Regions from separate parts of the Rattus norvegicus genome. Here region 1 is linked to region 2. A link is a contact called in public Hi-C data. All regions are on one chromosome and are shown on one strand. Each heading gives the region's core, a stretch centred on a gene start, on an enhancer-like site or on the middle of the called end of the contact. The rest is flanking DNA. Distances are from core to core; before and after follow the strand shown.

Region 1 (7,274 bases), core at 1,911-4,410, 320 kb after region 2:
AGTGTGTCACTGAGGGTCGGGTTTAGAGTTTCAAATGCTCAAACCAGGCCCAGTATCTCTCTCTTCCTGTTGAAGTTTGAGAAGCTTTGGAGTCTGTCCACACCCTTAGCTCCCGCATGGGTGCAACCCTGACCATGCATTCCTGTGGCCTTCCCTCGCTACTGCGTTCCGAGAAAGTTCTTCTTAGTCGGCTCCCCACTGCTTCTTTTTACTAAACTTTATGCTGCCTGGCCACTTTTTCTCCTCTCAGAGCTTTCCCTGGGCCTCATCCTTGCTGCTCATCAGGCCCTCTACGCTTTCAAATGACTTTTCTCCCTGTTTCCAATGAAGTTAATCCCTAGAGTAAATGGTTGAGCTCTCTGTCCAACTGGATAATTTTGTCAAGGCTTCCTTTCCCCGGAGTGACAAATGTTCTTTTTCTAGTGCGTGTGCTAGAGTGAAAACGACTTGTTCTCCTCAGCATGGGAACTCGCCTTCTCAGTGAGAGAGCTGCTGCGGGTGGAAGCAATAGAGACCCATCTATTCTCAACCTGTATCATCTGAGGGAGGTGGGCGGGCAGAGAGGGGCCCTTCTCCCCAAGATGCATTGCTGGAAGAGAGCTTCCTAAGACAGGACCAGGCTGGGAGCTGGCGAGGTAAGAGGGCCAAGGGAAGGTAACACTTCATAACACAGAGCCAGAGAGGCAGTAGATGAGGCAGGATATAGCTCACAGCCCACACTTTTAAGATTTCATAGACTTTCTTGAGTGACCGCTCCTGTTTCCTGTAGGTCCTTTTAAATTTTTCTAGGTTTTTTTTTTTTTTACTGCCCCCTCCCATTTTCCCCTCCTTAGCTGTGAGTGTCTGAAAAGCCTGCTAAGCTCCCTTCTCATCCCAGAAGTCCTGGCTCTGCCTGCATACTTTGATCTTGAGAGTTAATTGGGTTGATGAGTGATGGCTCCCTCCGCTGGGGAAGACCAAAAGCTAAGACAGTCATTAAGAGCAGAGAGGAAGAAGTAATGACTGGTGGGTGTCACCTAAAACCAGCAGTTTCTTAATAAAAATTCTGGTTGCCTCTTAAAATTCAAAGTGGCACCATGCGCTCCCTCGCTTCTACCTGCTACCGATCTGGCCTGGCATTGCGTTCATACAAAGGTGTAATATAGTGTTGAAGTCAGCAGGAAAGACATTGGACAAATGAGGACATGGGTCCCAAGAGGACAGGACGGCATGCTATTCCGGCTTTCCAATTGTTCTGAATGAAATGAGAAATAAGAACCAAACAACAGATGATGTCTTTCAATCGGTCTTTCCAAGGCAGCCATGGCTTAGGGTAGCACACTTTACTCCTTACTCAGCCATGTCCACCCAGGTTTACGTCCCCCGAAGAATATGCTTTCTTTCCTGAGTCACAGAGTCTCAGACAAAGAGATCAGTTAGAACATTCTAGCACATCAGCAAAAATTGTGAATTCCAATCCAAATGCAATTTGAAGTTTAAAGACACTTGAAAACGTTTGAAAATTAAAAAAAAAAAAATTCTACCTTAAAGTGGTTACTATATCAGTTTTGTTTTTAAAAATGTTTGGGAAGTACTTCTTTGAGGCTGATGAAACCACAGTATTTAATGATCTGTGCTATACTTGTTCTGCTGACATGGTTGTGCCTGAGTCTCCCAAGCTGTGAATTAATTTTTCTAAAAATCGATATAAATCTAACAGAGCACTTCGAATTTCCGTCCACAGAACTTCCAGGTTTTTTTTTTCTATAACCTAAGTGTGTAGCATGTAGATATGACTACAGTCTGAAGACGGTTTTGATAATTTTGTCCATTCCATGTCCCTACGTGTCTCAGCCATAGGTGACTGGGCAGCTGTCTCATAATGCTTATAGCAACCTGCCAGATGTTTACAGGAACGTTCTAGAAAACTATAGAATGCTAAAATGTAATCTCTGGGGAAACCGAGGTGAGGAAAATATTCACTGTTTTTTTCCCCTAGAGTTCAGTATCAGGAACTAGTTTTAGATAGAAAAGTAAACTCCGGTTCTTGTCTGGAGAGGTGGCCCAGTGTCTAAGAGAGGGCACTACATTGCCCAGGACCCACATCAAGATAGCTCATAACTATGCATTGTAACTCCAGTTCCAGGCCACCTAATGCCTTCATCTGGCCTCACCTCATTAAAATTAGGAAGCAGACAGGAAGGGGCTTCCAGGAAGACCCTCAAGGACTCAGTTCCTCCATTTAGACTCTGCTTCCTAACAGCCAGTTGGTCTGTGAATCCCTCAGTGGATTGATCACTGTACTCGGTTGAGACTCCTGTGATTGAGTCACTGCTCAATAGTGCCACCCTCTGGGGCTTGTTTCTTTAACGCATGAGCCTTGGGGACTGTAGGAACTTCACGCCCAAAACCAACAGAGACAGAAGCTGTGTGGTGTAATCTCTGAAGAGACCGATTCACTTGCCCAAGTTCAAGAAGGGAGTGATGTAGTCTAAAAACTTCAGGAAGCATTCGTCTCTCGAAAATCCAAAGGAAAGACTGTACTCCCCTGAGAGGAACTGGGGAGAGACTAGGTGAGTTTGCTGATGGGGGAGGCTGACCCACGTCTCCCTCAAAACCTATACACTGACATCCTAGTCTGCAGAACGACAGGCTGTAACTGTGTCCCGGAGATGAGGCTTTAAAGAGGTAATTAAGTTAAAACGAGGTTGTTGGGGTGGGGCCTAGCCCAATCTGACTGGGGTCCTAATAAGAAAATGGGATGAGGACAGAGAGATGGCCCCAGGACTAGGCAGCCTGAGAGCAGCCATCTGGGAAGCAAGGTCAGTGAGCTTGGAGGAAACTAGCCCATCGAGGTGCCTTGGACTGGCAGCCTCCAGGATGGTGAATAAAGCTCTCAAGTTAAAGTCCCTGGCCCTTGGTGTCACGTAATGGCAACTGGCAGAGACTAATCTGGAGTGGCAAGGCCTGAGGCAAGACTGAGTGAGCAGAGCTCACAGGGAGACCTGGTAGGAAGCACCAAGTGGACTGTGCAGGGGCTGCTAACTCAGAGATGTCCAGAACTGGGTGTGAACCCAGTTTGTGCCTGGGTTCTGGGCCCAGAAGTCAGATGCACAAGAAAGGCCACAAGAAAGCTGGAGACAGCTTCAAGCTCGGTCTGATGAGTCATCTACATTTTTATGAAAACAGTGATTCGTTTTCGATGACTGCAAATCAACCGCCCAGGGGCTGGAGAGAAGTCCAGCTGCTAAGAACACTTGCTGCTCTTCCTCGGGATCCCAGTTTGCTTCCCAACACCCAGACCAGGCGCTCACAACCACCTTCAGTCCCACGTGACCCCACACCCTTTTCTGGCCTCCTTGGGCACTGCATGCACATGGTACATTTAACACACATCCAGGCAAAACACTCATACACATAAACTAAAAATAAACTTTTTTTTTTTTTAAATCCAAAGACTCTACTCTAAAGCTAAGCTAGAGCTTTGGCTTCTGTAAAAAAACTAGAAGAGCCCTGTGAGCTTCCTCAGAGGTCAGGAGCCAGGACTGACTTCTCCATTTTGTAAGTACAATGCAAACACGTGACATCACACTATGAACTGCAGGTGAGAAAGGCAAGCAAGGCCTACGCAAGCATCTCTTTGAAATTTAGGGGTTGAAAGGCTTTACAGTCATGTGTATCCTGCCATTACAATACAAGGGGTGTGATTCACCCGCTGACTTTGTTGGTAGCGATTTATGGTGGAAGAAGTTACATAATTAGCCATACCCAGCAGCCCTGGAAGCTTCCAATATCCCAGAAAGAGCCTTTAAAGGGCTTTTGTGATCTTAAGCTGGTTTTTTTTTTTTTTTATAGTTGTTTCTATTTCCAGAAGACATTGGAAATAGCTTTAAGTATATGTGTGTGCTCAATGTCTAACACTCAGATACACACGGCAGCTAAGTCTCTCCTTCAGTGCAAAGGAAACTTGCTGTAATTCGAACTTCGAACAAGAGAGCCTCTGTTACTCTTGCTGGGGGGCGGGGGAGGGGGGTCTTGGTTGTAGTTCTAGGCCTTGGAGAAACAACACTCCCAGTTGTTCATGTTCTTCACACAGGATGCCTGAGACAGAATTAGCAACAACAATTACTGTTCAGATCTGGCTTGCCTTTTTTTTTTCCTTCCAAGGCGCTTTGCATATTTTATGGAGAAGTCTCAGTTGAATTAAAAGACTGAGGAAGCTGGAGTCTCTTCCTAGGCCTGAGGAGCTTCTGTTAGAGAAGTCTGGGGCCAGTTGCTCACACCAAAACTTCACTGGAACTTAGTAGTGTCCGGCAGGCCAGGCTTCAAACAATACCCCCAAGTCTTTGATTCCTCTTATCTCAAATTCTTTAGCTGGCAGCGCTAAGAAATTATATCACTATCTTGTAATTGCACACACACACACACACACACACACACACACATACATGCACACAAGCAGCACATACACATACATGCACACAAGCAACACACACACACACACACACACACACACACACACTGCTCTTCTGATGTTCTGGAGGTGGGGCAGGGGAGGGGAGGAGACCTCACCCTCACTTTCTATGCCTTCCTGGATCAATACCCTTGATCCACTTTGCCCCTGATTTCCTGCAGGCATCCTCTCTGGGGCCTGCTTTTTTCCCTCTGGCCAGCTAGTGCAATATCTATCAAGGATGTGGTAATACTGATCATCTGTCATCCGTCTGCCACCTTCTGGAAGTCCTGCCTTGTTCTATTGAAGACAGGAATCCACCAGGCAGGGCTAGGCACTGCTGTCTGCCTGCAGTCATAGAATTTTAAGGGGAGCATTTATAGAGGCCTCACTATGCTGAGGTGTGTGTGTGTGTGTGTGTGTGTGTGTGTGTGTGTGTGTGTAGTTACCTCCCCAAACTGTCACCTCTATATATACCAGGGCACTTACAGATCAGGAAACTAGGGCTCACATTTACACCCAGTCACAGGGCAGCAAAGAGCAGCACTGACTACTGAACCCAGGCAACCTGAGCCTTGCAGGCTTAAAGGCATTCGTGTATTAACAAGAATTGCTTATGCATTTAGTTACGCAAGCCCCACCCTGTTCCAGAAAGGATTTCCCGTGGTTCTCAAAAACACCTGAAGATCAGTGTAAGATTAGCAGAGTGAGTCAGGACAACGGGACTTGAGGACAAGAAGGACGAAATAGCCCAGCAGAGGCCTGGGGTGAAGGAAGAGGCTGTGCTCAGCTCACCAGTGCCTCTGTGCTACTTGGCCTCTTCAGGGAGTTTGCTGTCGGCAGTGCGGACTCCCGTATCCTACATCGGACAGTATTTATTCGAGTCTGACTCTAAAGACAAGTGTCCTCTTCTCTGTCCTCTTCTCTGGGGAGGGAGAGGAGCTCCATGGCTGAGCCCTGTTGGCAAAGGTTTCTCTGCAAGGTAGGGCTGAGTCTTTAAAAGGCCCTACTTCCTGGGGCAGGGTAGCCCCTCTCAGAGCTTACTCAGCTGCTGAGCTGTAAGGCTCTGCCCTGAATGGGGTAGGGAACGCTGTGGAAGACGCCAAGGTCCTTCAGCTGTTTCAGGCAGGCACAGTCAATTCAGTAGGAGGCAGGTTTTTTCCAGGCAAGTAATTGGTGGAATGCTTGCCTTGCATGTGTAAGGGTCCACCAAAATCGGAAAGGACACTCGTGGGCTAGCTTCTTTGGCTCCAGATCTTTTTTTTCCCCCAGAAAAAAAGGTGTATGCTCTATACCCTAACTAACTTATATCTATTTTTTAAATAGAGGTTCAAACAACAACAAAAAATGAGTGAATATATGGTTTTAGACTTTGAAATCGCAACTAATAACTCCCTTTCTCAAAGCTTTTCTAGTGTATAGATAGGAGGTCAGGGACCGTGTCTGTTGGGAGAGAAACTGATTTCAAATAACAGAAACTGGCAACCCACATGGCGGGATGGATTCAGGTGTCTCAAAAATGCAGATGACAGGACAAGATGAGACGTGCACTTTGCTGTCAGCTTGCTTGTAGGCTCTAGAAAGGGACAACGGGGGTAGCCTGCAGACATGATGCTAGAAGAGGGAGCAGTGGAAGGTCTGGGGTTCGGGGTTGGGGGGTAGACCTGGTTAGGGTTTCAAATCTCAGCCGGTGCCTGGACAGAACACACCCAGCCACCATGGTTCTACGTGGAGAGATTTAATGAGAGAAGAGTAGAAGAGCGGAAAGGCGGCCGGCCATGGGCCTGTGGAGTGGGGAAGGGGGCAAGAGCATCGAAGAACAAAGAGCAAGAGAGAAGTAAGAGGGTAAGAGAGGGCAAGCAGCCCCTTTTATAGTGTCAGGCACAGCTGGCTGTTGCCAGGCAACTGTGGGGCGGAGCATACCTGGCTGTTCCCAGGTAGCTGTGAGGGCGGAGCTTAGGCAGAATACCAACAGACTTCACTCTCTCTGCCTTCCTGATCAGGCCATGGACTCCGGAACAGGGCCAGAGCTGACAGGGTTTCCCATCACAAGGAAGGGGCCTGCAGCGGAGGGAGCTAGGCATCAGCGTCGGCATCAGTATGCTATGAGTCTTCCAGGAGTGGACCCCAGCAGTGCTCCGGATGGCATCACGAGGGATGAACCACGGTCAGGTTCGACCTTCCATAGCGATGGAATGGGTCCTCATTAGGTATGTGTTTAGTGGCCCCAAGGCCAGGGTCACCCACTTTCCACATGCTTCCAAGGCCCAGGAGCCACCCTAGCCATTATATCTCCTGCCACGGGGAGAAAAGTAGAGTGGTCATGTCCATCAGACAACAGACCTTTCAGAAGCCTCTCGGAAATCATTTCTCATGTCTCACTCACCAGAACTTGGTCGTGCCGGAAAGTGGCTTAGGGAGAAGGAACCAGGAAAGGTGTTGAGTTGGGCGTAACACCGGTACACCACCTGATGCTACCACTGAGCCCTGAAGAAGGCTAGTGGGTGTCTCCAGCCCACAGAGATGCTACACTGAACAGCTAAACCTGTCTTCATATGCTATGCTTTAACAGGATCTCTGGACGTGCAGCGTGGAAGTCTCTAGAAAGCTTCCTCTAGGTCATCTTGGTACAGCATACCACACAAGTTAGAGAGTTTACACTTCCCCTCTCATGAGTGTATTTATATTTTCCAGGAAGAGCTAAAACTATGGACTTGGAAGGAAAGAGACTCAAGTTGTTTGCCCACTGTGCCAGTACATTTATTTTGTGTGTGCTTGTGTGTGCGTGCGCGCGCACGTGCGCACGTGCACGTGTGCACGCGTGCGTGTGTGTTTGAGTGCA
Region 2 (7,181 bases), core at 3,667-6,166:
CTTAATTTGCTCTCCAAGTTAGGGATTGAACCCTCAGCCTTGGCCAGGTTGGGCAAGTGCTGTACCATTGAGTTACAGTCCCCAGTCTGTGGTCCTCTGAGACAGAGTTTTGCCAGGCTAGACAAATTCATGATCCTTGTGCCTCAACCTCCCAAGTGCTAGGATAACAGGTATGTGCCACCACACCTAGTCCCACTCTAATTAGCATTAGCATTAGCATTAGATCTACAATTAGCATTCTAATCACTAGTAAACTCAAGCTTACACTAAATCACCCCGCCCCCCCACCCCCAGTGGAATCTAACATTTTATAACCCCTTCTCATTAGGTGTCTAATAAGAAAGGAGACTCACCAGTCAGGGATCCACACTGTGACGCCTTCTGCTGAAATCTAGTCTTGGTACTCCCAGAGAAATGTTCCTATCACTCATCCAAAATAGTGAGTCTACCTTCTCCTGAGCTTTTCTGTGTCAAAGTTAGAGGGGCCCTTCAAAACAATACTAGTTGCCAATTCTGCTGGGAAATGAATACATATTAAAGCTCAGAGAGAAGGAATGTAGGAGGGAAGGGTAAGTTCATGACTACTTGTTAAATATTTTTAATTCCAATCCGGAGATCCTACCCTGCCTTTGATCTTCAGTTCTTGGATAACACACACACACACACACACCTTCTTTTTCCTCTTTCCACCTTCTTCTCTCTCCTCTCATAGTCTCCTCTTATCCCCAAGCCTGAGAAAGAACACCAAGCTCTGCCTATCTTAATTCTGCCCAGCTACAGTTTGCAGTCAGAAGTAACTTGAGGGCAAGGTAACACAGCATCACTTGGGTCTATGTGTGGACTCTCTTGTCTTAGGGGCAACCAGGCCTTAGGAGCCTGCAATTAGCGTTAAAATACATAGCAATAAGCCAAGCCTCAACAACCACTGAAGGAGATAATGGAACTGAAAACATGGGAAGAGGCATGAATATATAACAGGGGTTCATGGTACGGTATCTCTAAAGTTCACACACAGAACCAAACCAAACTGCTGTTTTCAAATCCGATGCTGACTGTGGGCAAGTCGCTACATAACTGGCATCTCGGCATCTCTATTTTTCTTCTGGACGGCAGGGCTGGTCAAATGAAACCAAGCCACGCAGGGTTGTGACCTGGTACAGGCAAAGCGCTTAGAGCTTTGTCTTGCACAAATTAAAAACACTGTGAGCACTGTTTATTATTACAGAAGGTATCACAACAGAAAGCTTTGAATTTCCCTCACTTAAGCAGTGCTTACTGAATGTACACAGCAGTGAGCCCAGTCAACAAAATCTTTCTCGAAAGGTGCTTACTAACAGGTGAGAGCAGGGTGGGAAAGATCAGGAGACCAAAACAAGTAAAATTATGCCATGTGATCACGATAAGCAAAATAAAGCAGAGAAGAAAAGAAAGTTCTGCCGGAGGGAGAATGTTCTAGGAATAAGCAAGAATGAGTATAAAAGTCTGGAAGTCCTGTTAGGGGCAAAAGACAGCGGAGGAGGAGGAAGAGCAAGAGCAGAAGTAGAAGGAGTAGGAGGAGAAGGAGGATAAAGAGGAGGGGGAAGAGGAAGAGGAAGAGGTAGAAGAAGAGGAGAAAGGGGAAGAGGAGGAGGAAGGGGAGGAGGAGGAAGGGAAGGAGGAGGAGGAAGGGGAGGAGGAGGAAGGGAAGGGGGAGGAGGAGGAAGGGGAGGAGGAGGAGGAGGGAGTGTAGCTATTAGGAGAACACTACTCTTGCTGCAGGATGCAAAACCACTGACATTTTTTGAGAGGAGGAGAGACAAAACGTAACCTGTGTTTTAGTGTTTTGTTTTTTTCCCCAGAGAAGCCTTCAGTTTGGAATCTTCCTGCCCTTGTTTTCTGAGTATTGAGACAACAAGCCTGTCCTGCCACTCTGTTTTAGAAACTCACATCTCTCCATCTTTCTGTTTCTGTCTCTCTGTCTCTGTCTCTCTGTCTCTCTGTCTCTGTCTCTCTGTCTCTGTCTGTCTCTGTCTCTCTGTCTGTGTGTGTGTGTGTGTGTGTGTGTGTGTGTGTGTGTGTGTGTGTGTGTGAAGAACAGTCAGGACCTTCCACTGACTCCACTGTCACCCCGACGAGGGAATTAGCAGTAAGCGGGGATGAGAAGACAGATATGACAGCAGACATTTCTTGGGGGCTTTGCTTTGAGAACTTCCTGTATGAGGTCAATGCATTTTCATCACATCCTACTTCCTGCCCTTCTCTAAATCCTCCCATCTCCACCCAGATCCTTGTCTCAAATCCCAAGTTTATGCCCTCCCCTTCTGTAACTCAGAGGCACAAAGGTACACTATTGACTGCAGGTAGAGTCGGTCATGTATGTATACACATGTAGAACTGACCACTTGGGTTTGGGCAACCTTAGAAGGCCTTCAATTCCTGTAGCTCTGCACCTGGAGGTGGAGCTTCTGAGTCCTCCCCCATCCCCCCACATCTATATCGGCATTTTGATCCATTCGGTTCTATGCAGGCAGCCACACTTTTGAGTCTATAGGTAAATCATCCCTACCATGCCCCGAGACATTGTTTTGCTGCAGTCCTCCACGTCTTCTGGCTCCTAAATGCTTTCTTCGGCCTCCTCACCTTCCTTAGGCTTCCTTAGACTTCCACACTGAGGTCTTGGGGCATAGCTGTTGTGTTAGAAATGTCACATTTTGTGATAGATACTCACTGTCATAAGCCTGGGGTCGTGGCTTTCTGGAGTAATGATCAGCAGACATTTTAGACAACAAGATCAGCGGAATTCACTAATGGTTGAATGTAGAGGGTGAAACTGACAAGGGTAAGGAGCAGGAAGTCCTGTGAGGACCAGCATTCGTTTTCTTTCACAGTCATATTCCTACCTATACTCAGTAAACAAGCGCCTGGCCCATGATAGTTAGGTATTCCTAGGATGAATGATAAGGGTGAATAGGACTTATAGTCCCGTTTTGAATTTTGTAAAATATCAGCTAAAACATCTGCAGATCAACAAATGCAGCGAAGTTCTTCAATCCTATCCCCTGAGTGGAAACTGACATCACTGCATCCCCAGGCCCCACTGCCAGTGACGGAACTACAAAACGACTTGACAGCGGCTGGGGCAGAAGCACGCTTCCTCATGAAACATTCACTGTAAGCCAACAGCACACACAGAAGCGTAGGCTACCAGGGGCACAGGGTAGAGTTCAGTGGCAGAACTCCTGTGCCTGCTTAGCCTGTTGAAGCCCTGGGTCCAATCCCAGCATCAAAACAAAACAATTTTTAAAGAGTTTCAAAACACAACCAAGTCTTCCCTATGTCTGTACTCTTGAAACGATCAGGATATTTGCAAACCGAGAACGTGCAAAGATTCCATGAGGGAAGATAATTTATATAGACACTTAAGACTGTCTGTGAAATACTGTATTTGATAATATTTAAACATGATGCATTTCTACTAACACACTGTACTAGTACATGTATTAGTATTCTCCTAATACACCATGAGACAGCTGTACGTGGCCACACAAACCAGAAAACCAGGTTTCACCATTTCCAACCCTCCCTCCCAAACATTCTTGAGCTGACATTCCTAAGGACAAAGGTGCTGTTATTTTTCCTCAGTGGTGAGTTCCAGGCTAGACACCATTAGCTGCTTGGGGCAGTTTTCAGTGACTTAATTAGTTAAAAGCCAACTCTTGAAGAATGCATCTCGTGGAAGCATTTTCTGTTCCAGAAGCCGGTTCTGGGTCTTGTATTGCTCTAGTCTCTGGCGTCTTTTTTCACTAGTTCTTGATTGACTCAGGGCTTCACATTCTCATGGTGGCCTATGGCCACCTGTTAGGTGTTAGGCTGTTAGGCTGGGTTCCCCATGGTTTCCTATGTATTGGCTATCACTGTTCAAGTGTCTTGGAGCGTAATGGGTCTTCCCCTCTCATCCGTGAGAATGGAGGTCCCAGCCCTTTCTGTTGGGCAGAACTACTGCATGGGCTCAACCGCTCCCAAGAATCCTCACAGAAGTTAAGAGTAGTCTTAGATCTTAGCTGTTATGATAGGCTGGAGGGCCGTGTGTGTGTGTGTGTGTGTGTGTGTGTGTGTGTGTGTGTGTGTGTGTGTGGGTGGTGGTGGTGGTGGTGGTGGTGATGAGGTGAGTTCATGGGTGCTGAGTTAACCCAGAATGTGCAATTTTTTCTTCAGTGCCTATTTTGGGCTACAATGACTGGGAAACCTGATATTCCTCAGGCCACTCACAGCACAGCTACTGTCCCACGCGGGTCTTTCAGTGGCAGCCTCCCACTCACTCTGATAGTGCTGCACCCTTCGCCCCGCCCCGCCCCGCCCTCCGCAGCCTCCCAGGGTGGCAGCCAGCATTCCTGGACAGAACTAGGCTCAGCAGGACCTTTCCTGCAGCAGTTATGGGGTAAAGCGAGGCTTCATCCGGGCCCACGCGAAGTTTCCCAACCGCGGGGCAGGTGGGTCCTGCACGAGCACAAGCTGGTGGGTGCATGGTGTGTGTGGGTCGGGGGGGAGGGGGTCTCCCTACCCTTCATCCAACTCCGCCGCACTGCACCCTCCTGAAACGCACCCCCACCCCTTAGCCCGCGTGTCCCTTTAATGCGTGTCCCTTTACTGCGCGCGCTCGTCAAGGTCCTCGCGTCCCTCCCTTCGCGCCGCCGTCGAGCCTCGATTTCCCTCCTCCATTTCCCTTCGCCCTAACCCGCCTTTACCGGGCCCAGGACTCAGCTGTCACTTTACTTTTGCGCGCGCACCTTACTGGTCCCCCCCGCGCGCGGGCACGCGCCGGCGGGGGCGGGGCCAAAGCGCGTCGCGGGCTCGCGGGCGCGGCACCGCGAGGCCGACGTGGGGCTCGCGCTGTCGCGGGCTCTCGGGGCAGGCAGGGCGAGTGCGCGCTTGGGAGGGGGCGCGCGCGGACGGCGGGCGGCGGCGGCAGCGGCGGCTCGCGGAGGCGGCGGCTTCACTCCCGGACTCGGCGTCCGAGCCGCGGCTGGAGCGCGGGCGGCGCCGCGAGGTGAGTAGGCGCGGGCGGGCGGGCGTGGCCGCGGCCGGAGCCCCGGCGTAGGGCGCGCGGGGACCCCACGCGGCGAGGGGCAGACCGGCGAGATCCCCGCCCCCGCCGCGGCCTCGGCTCGGGCGCGCGCCCGCGGCCCCGCAGGCCTCCCTGGCCCTGCGCGTGCCCGCTGGGGCCCGCGCGCCCCTCCCCCCTCCCGCAGAGTGTGGCCCTCCTTCGCCTTCGAGGACCTGTCCTCTCCCCTCCCGCGCCCACCGCAGCCAGGAACTAAGTCTCCGCAAAGTCCAGGATGGATGTCGCGGTGCAAAGTGCCCGGCTGTCCCGAGCTCTTCCCTAATTGCATAATTGCTACACGAGGTGTCCAAGCGGGCGAGGGCCCGCCCGGGAATACCGGCTGAGTGTGTGCGTGATGCCCCGGGGTGGGGGGCGTCACACTGGTCTTTTGTAATGCCTGGTGCTTGGCACAGTTTGGCTCCGAAGCCGGTTTTCCTCTGGCTTCTCTGCAGCCCCCACTGGCCTGATTGGAAACTGGATTCCCTCTGTCCCCCCACCCCCACCCACCCCCTTCTTTGCTCCTAATGTTTTGATCCATTTGCCTTTTTCCAATTCTAATGAACATAAAGCCTGGCTTCTTGCGTCTTTTCCCACGACTAACCAGAAATGCCCCATCCATCTTCCCTAAAGGAAATTAAGGCCGCATTAGAGAGACATCATCACCCTGGGCTTGGTGGCAGCTCTTGGACCCATTTGCTGGTTTGCAAGACTCTTATCGTCCAACCCTGCATTGTGTCATTTTGAGGGTCTACTCGAGTATTTCCATTTTAAAGTACAAAAGAATTTGCTAGGACTTGCCTCTGATTGCCTTACTGTTCAGAAAGATTTTTAAGAGCTCGTCTTAGTTTTAAATCCTTGCATTTTGAAAAACACGCTCTAGAGATGCGATAACCAAGTCCGAGTCTTGGGAATCTAAATATTTGTCTTTACTCAGGCAGTCAGGATGCTCCTGGGCGCTTTGCAGTTTCGTTTGTGTGCGATGAAGATGGAGTGTTTTCATATGCCGTACCTTGAGCTCTTTCCCCTAGGGCACAGCACTTCCCCCAGTCAGGTGCTCCACTTTTATTTTTCGAATAAATATCTTTTCAGTCACTTGGAAAGCTGGGTAGCGCTACATGATCGGCACATAACATACAACATTTCACGTTTTGGAAAAGTTCAGAAATCCCAAGTAGAGAAACCGGGACGTCAACGACAAGTTCACATTTTCCTGTCGGAGCAGCACAAATGAATTCTTGCTTTCCTGAGCTTTTGAAAATCTTGATATTTGGTGATTTGGATAGTAATGTGGACTGCAGTACTGTTGCTTTCCTCGCTGGGATTTGCAGCCAGATCCTTTAGTTTTTCTGAAACAGGCTACTTTCACTCTCTATGTGCTGGCAGGGAATTTCCAGAACCCCATGACATCACAGAGCGTATAGTCAACAAAGCTTAGAAAATGAGTGTTTCAATTCTTAAATGTAATGCATTTATGTTTAGTTAGGGACTACGGTTTGCTCTGAATCTGAAGTAAAAATACCACTTGAGGTGCCTTAAGTTCTTTGAAACTGTCGTTGGAGGATGCATTTGTGTTTAGTGAGATCCCTGGAACCTAGCTTCCTTCTAGATTAGGGAATTAGCTCTTTAGGAATTAATTTTAAAATGCTAGTAAAGATAATATGTGGAAGTTTTAATGCAGGAGCCTACTCATTTATACTTTAGAGAGACGAGACACCAATTTGACACAGAGTTAATTTGAATTATCTATAGAGGGTCTCCTCTCATATGAATTAATTGTCCCAGAGTACACGATCACGTTGTCCCCTTTTTTTCTGTAATCCAGCAGAGAGTCTCTTAACTTTTGACATTTGAAAATGGGATACAGAGCCTTTGTTTCTGAATGGTTTTTGTAGTGCTTATCAGTGGCCTCAGGAGGATCTGTCATTAGTAGGTAAAACTTTGGGTCAGATAAGGTATCTTAGATGAAAAGTAGAAACGACTTTTTTAAGCTGTAAAACTATAGAAGCGATGCTTCTGTTTAGCCATTTCAGAAGATTCTGGGGAAGTGTTCTGTATGGAACCCAGGCCTTAACATACATGCTTGGCAGGCGCTCTGGAACTG

What was found. A called contact is a pair of places that touch in the nucleus more often than the background predicts.
Region 1: a Hi-C map of the A7r5 cell line shows a contact between it and region 2, with 4 times the contacts expected there. The contact joins the enhancer-like site here to the promoter of Ube2e2 in region 2. A contact is called at or near these places in 3 of 12 Hi-C or Micro-C datasets (the A7r5 cell line, frontal cortex and hepatocytes).

What each region holds. Positions count from the first base shown.
Region 1 is chr15:9,723,636-9,730,909 of GRCr8, forward strand. LOC120096911 (a long non-coding RNA gene) reads left to right here. Exons shown (of 2, transcript XR_005493832.2): 1 at 1-2,552; 2 at 6,436-7,274. Among named protein-coding and RNA genes, the nearest start is that of Trnas-aga36, 89 kb to the right of the region's middle. Within about 2 kb of position 3,161, at least 14 of the 93 cell types and tissues checked have an H3K27ac peak or open chromatin away from gene starts, as enhancers often do. A contact at or near this core is called in the A7r5 cell line, where this site is marked.
Region 2 is chr15:9,406,704-9,413,884 of GRCr8, forward strand. Ube2e2 (ubiquitin-conjugating enzyme E2E 2) reads left to right here and starts at 4,917. Exons shown (of 6, transcript NM_001399661.1): 1 at 4,917-5,026. LOC120096910 (a long non-coding RNA gene) reads right to left here and starts at 4,309. Exons shown (of 4, transcript XR_010058091.1): 1 at 2,546-4,309; 2 at 354-513.